Linked DNA regions of Bombyx mori: region 2 is linked to region 1. The links are chromatin contacts, called in public Hi-C maps. All regions are on one chromosome and are shown on one strand. The core of a region is the stretch at or near the end of the contact, and the rest is flanking DNA. Distances in the headings are between cores, read along the strand shown. Region 1 has its middle 55 kb from the start of LOC101742752. Region 2 has its middle 38 kb from the start of LOC134199671.

Region 1 (2,714 bases), core at 141-2,640:
TGATAAAAAAGGTCATATACCTTTGACAATGATTAAAACTATGTACCATTCCTGATCCATTGACGGTGCTTTTAGGCATAACAAACACCGATCACCGTCCTCGTCGAGCCCGTCGCTTGCGACGAAGGGCTCGACGAGCGAATTAACCCATCGACACAGCCCACGGAGTTTCTCGCCGGATCTTCTCAGTCGGTCGCGTTTTCGATCCGGTAGTAGATTCTGCGAAGCACTGCTCTTACTAGGGTTAGCTCACCTATAAACGTTAGGGCGAAGCTGAAATAGCCTCTCAAGGCTATCAGCCTAGGTAGGAAAAAAAATGTACCATTATGAAAGTTCCATATTTCCAATAAGTACGTCAATTTACCTCGGATTTTTTTTTCATTTAGCCATAGTTACCGATCTGACTAGTACCAAGCTGATGACAGAATGAAGTGCTGTCAACGGTACTCCGAAGTCACTGGCTGGGGTCCATATACCTTGGTTACGTTTGGTTAAAATTCGAACTGCATTAAGATAATGTAACTTATATATACCACTAGACGAGCACCGCGGATACGCTCGCTTTTAATTAGTAATTGAGAAAGAATGAAACAAGATTCATTTTCTCGGGACAAAAAATTGCTTGTGTCGCTTTCTGATCCGTTAATTTATAGATTCGTTGTTTTGTGAACATATTTTTAATGTCCTGAGTAACAAACATACAAACTTTCATATTTATTATATTGGCGTAGAAATAAAAATGCCGTATAGAAAGAACTTAATAAAGAAATTTCAATTCAAATGTAAGAAGAGATCATAATATAATTTTCAAACTTCAACTTCAAACCACCATATGGACAGGACCTCAAGGAAAAATGAAGAAAGGAAGGCCCTTGACACGCTGGGAGGACGAAATAAAAAAAGCAGCTGGCCCAAAAAGAGTGGTGGCAATTAGCCTAGAATAGAGAGAAGTGGTCATCATTGGAGGAGGCTTTTATCCAACCTGGGGACCTTGCTAGTAATTAAACATAGTGTTATAGTATAAATAAATTTAGTAAATTAAGAAGCAATGTAGCAGGATCAAATAAAGACTTTTTCTTTAATTTTATTTATTATTTTATTTTCAAACCATTGCCAGTGACACACGACAAAGATACTATACTGTCAGTAATAATGATCATAAATTATTGTGCAAACAAATCTTTCCGTTTTAGAATATAAAAATAGCAATGTGAGTAAGAAGTTTCATAGTAAACAAATTGGTTTGTTCATTCCAATAGCTCTCGATTCTAATAAGAATTTACCACACATTAATTAAATGGACTTTCTAAAGTACATATATCTCCATAAAAACGCCGGGAAACGAATATAAATGCTTAAAATCGTATCGAATAAGATGTGAGGTGGCAATTTCGATGGAAAATGAGACGGTTTAAGCACAAAGTCACGTACTCAGAGGCTAACACAAATTTAATGTTTCGCTTTGAACAAGTTAAGAAACGCGCAGCGCCATCTAGCGTCGAGAAGACAAAACAAAAGCAAAAATTAAGCTATTTTAGTAGTAAATTCTTTAGTTTCTGAAAACTGATAATTTAACAAATTTATTAATCGTGCTCGTATATATTTTTTATTATTTTCTGTTACATTTTCAATTTGTGGCATTAAGCGCCACCTATTGATGAATAGACATAAGTACGAAATGCTGTTTTACCGACTCTATAATTCACCCCTTGTGCACACGTTTCCTCCTGTAAGCTTGTGTGCATGTGGGGAAAGCGCTCCAAATTCAAATCTTAAACTGTTATGGCTGCTAGTCAACCATTTTGAAATACTAAAAATGTTAGCTATCAACGAATAAAGAGGCGCCGACTTTGTGAAGTCGTTTCTTATTTAAACAAGGCTATTACATTTTCAGATCTGTAAATTTCAGTTTAATTTAATTTTAAAAGAGTATTAAATAACTTCACGTAAATTTTAAATATGTATTGTTAAATTCAGATTATTGTTTGTAAAAAAACTGATTGCTTTCAAAATATTTTTACACAAATTTTGTAAACTTTTAAGTTGTTGATATTAATAAAAATCGGATGTTTTGATAACCTTGTGCATTTATAAAGGGCTTTAATTAAAACTATATGTATTTACGATTTAGTCCTATTTATGTTAAATTAAGCCGTAAAAGTTATTTTAATCAGGCCTATGACCCGCGAAATCGAAAAAAATGTTATTGATATTTTCCTATAAAAATTATAAGAGACGAAAGTAATTAAAAAAAAAATTATAACGTCGCGTTTATTAAAAAAAAAAACTTTGCCATTCACCCTCTCCTCCTTCACTTCAACAATACAAAATCAATACCTAAAACAATGAATAAGTTATTAAAAAGAAAACTTACAAATTTTCCGGCCGCATTGTAAGGTATTGAATGACCATCTTTATAATTGACATAATGGCCACTTACATCGAAAGCGAACAATGAAGCTTCGAAGAGAATAAGCTGTCTTCATTTTCTTTAAAAAAGGTTGAGCCATTATGTCTTGCGATATTCATGCGCTGACAAAATTTACAATTAGTAAATTCGGTAGTAAGCGGCTTGGCTCTGCCCCTGGCATTGCTGATGTCCATGGGCGACGATAACCACTCACCTTCAGGTGGGCCGTATGCTCGTCTGCCTACAGAGGCAATAAAAAAAAATCCGGAAACTTCGTCGCGTAGGTCGTTGCTACTAGATACGT
Region 2 (2,765 bases), core at 92-2,591, 84 kb before region 1:
GTAAGGGGTGGCAATGGAATCTCAGCTACTCAATAGCCAACCTCACCTGCCCGTGGTGCACCCTGCTAGCTAACGGACGGGGCCCTGGCGACCGACCGATGGCGGTATAACTATCCATAATAAGCTATGTCTCTAAATAAAAACACATCAGGACATGGGCAGCAGCATGCCCTGAGGAAAGGACATAGTACTGCGGTCACCAACCCGCCTGCCAAGCGTGGTGACTACTGGCATAACCCTCGAAATGGATAATTAGTAAGTTGTAGAAAATATAATGTGGTTTAAAAAACCATTACTTTGGAAGTTACATTTTCTTAACCATATACTAATAACTGATTTTGTATTAAAAAAACTCATTAACATCGAGTGCTTCACAAGGGATCTGTTTAGGGAGCTCAGTGTCGCGCAGCGAGCTATGGTTAGGGCTATGCTTGGTATTTCTCTACGAGACCGAATCGGAAATGAAGAGATCCGTAGAAAAACCAAAGTAACTGACATAGTCCGTAGGATTAGCACACTGAAGTGGCAGTGGGCAGGCCACATAGTGCGGATCGGACGGCCGATGGGGCAGAAAGATCCTCGAGTGGAGACCACGTACTAGCAAACGCAGCGTGGGACGGCCACCTACCAGATGGACCGACGACCTGGTAAGACCGGCCGCACTGGAGAACACTTGGAGACGTCTATGTTCAGCAGTGGACAGTGGACAGGCTGAGATGATGATGATGATGATTAACATCTAATAGACCATTCAGAATTGTAACGCCATCTATGAAAATAAAAATAATCAAACAATTTAAATTTGTATTGGATTTTTTAACAATGCCATCTGTTGGTCATTTGTATGAAACTTTACAAAAGCCCCCAATTGGAATTTATTTATTTACAGCCATCGAAATTGCTACATTTCGCTGTGTATTTATTTTAGTTCCTGAGTAGCTTCAAAAATTACAAATACTTCGACCATAATTGTTATTTTTTCATCCTATAAGAAATATTACGCATTACAAAAACTTTTAAAGAAAACTTAGTACTTAGCTTACTATTTAATTAACAAATAAATTGTAAAGTATTTCAACTTAGTTTTACTTGATAAGGCTTATAAAACAATTATATACGTGACTTCCTAATATTTCAAATCTTATTACAATTCTACGTACAACTTTGTGATTGTGATTTTCTCTACTATTAATAACCATAATTTAAATTTATAGCAAATAAGTTCCATTCCAACTAAATATTTAAAATTAAAAAAAATTAGAATTAAAAAATTACTGAAACGCTAATAAGAATTTTGACAGTTTAAAGCTGCTAGCGCCATCTAGCGTCGCGTAGAATAACTTCAGAAGCGGCAATGTTGATAAAACAGACAACCGAACACTTCGGGATCCACGCTCCAATTTGAACCCATACAAAACTTTTAGCAGAATTTAGTTTATCAATTCCAAGTTTTACGTTACGTTATCTGTGAAAGAAAACTTATGTTAGGGAGTTTAGAAATTTGAACTGAAACTTATTGACGAATAAGGAGCAACACAAAGTTCTGTGTGAAGACTGCTGCCACATTCGAATGGTGTAATAATAATGCACTAGTATATTTAGAAAAAAATTTACGCCATTCGTTTTGGAATAAGTTAAAGCATTTGCCAGTAACTACATTTAAAAAAAATATATATACACCTATATTTTTGTAACTTCAACTTATTTGATTTTTATTAAAATTAGACGGGACAAGAACAACAATTGATCGGTTAATTAAGTCTTTTCAAAATGACATTTGAAATAATTGTACTTTAAGCATTTAACAATTACAAATAATTACATTTTTTTTTAGTTTAGCGCATTTTGTATTACTCAATTTCATTAACAATTTCAATTTATTCGAATTCATAGCATTTAAGTCAGAATGAGAAGCTTTCAAATTAAAAAGTAACAAACATAAAAAAGTACAGTCGAATTGATAACGACCTCATTTTTTTATGCTGGTTAAAAAACAATACTTAAAATTAAATAAACTTAGCAGGAATCGAAGGATGCAGACGTCTAAACGTTTACGAGGTGCGAGCTTTGATTATCACAAGTGCACTTTAAGCGCAATCAGAGATGTGATTTTATAGCCCATTAAAAATGTTTCGTAAATCAATGAACGATTAAAAATACATATATAGCCTTTCTTGAAAAAGCTTTGAACTAACTCCGATATCTAATCAACCTTAATTAAGCTTAAAATAAACTTAATCTTAATTGAATGAACGTATAAAATTACATAAAACTTTTAGAAAACAATTTAATTGAAATTGTTCATAAAACAATATTTTTAACATAATTAATTTTAAATACGCAATTTTAAATCGAATTTGATCCTTTTGATTAGTTCATTTAACAGAGCCGCTGTGTTTGTAAAGTTTCGCTCAAGTGTACTAAAATAGATATTTAATAATCACTAAACTCACTTTTTAATGGTAGTAGGACCTCTTGTGAGTTCGCACGAGTAGGTACCACCACCCCGCCTATTTCTGCCGTGAAGTAGTAATGCGTTTCGGTTTGAAGGGTGGGGCAGCCGTTGTGACTATACTGAGACCTTAGAACTCATATCTCAAGGTGGGTGGCGGCATTTACGTTGTAGAAGTCTATGGGCTCCAGTAACCACTTGACACCAAGTGGGCTGTGAGCTCGTCCAACCAAGTAAGCAAAAATTTTTTTTTCAAATATGCAACTTTGATTTTAGAGTATTTCTAATAGGTATTTTTTTATCTTTCCCTAGA

Evidence for each region. Hi-C and Micro-C count contacts between places; a contact is called where the count stands out from the background.
Region 2: a Hi-C map of posterior silk gland shows a contact between it and region 1, with 4 times the contacts expected there. The contact joins two enhancer-like sites. A contact is called at or near these places in 5 of 7 Hi-C or Micro-C datasets (middle silk gland, midgut, posterior silk gland and 1 more).

Annotation. Positions count from the first base shown.
Region 1 is chr11:8,439,012-8,441,725 of ASM3026992v2, reverse strand. No RefSeq gene overlaps it. Among protein-coding and RNA genes, the nearest start is that of LOC101742752, 55 kb to the right of the region's middle. Within about 2 kb of position 1,390, at least 5 of the 8 cell types and tissues checked have open chromatin away from gene starts, as enhancers often do.
Region 2 is chr11:8,523,222-8,525,986 of ASM3026992v2, reverse strand. No RefSeq gene overlaps it. Among protein-coding and RNA genes, the nearest start is that of LOC134199671, 38 kb to the left of the region's middle. Within about 2 kb of position 1,341, at least 4 of the 8 cell types and tissues checked have open chromatin away from gene starts, as enhancers often do.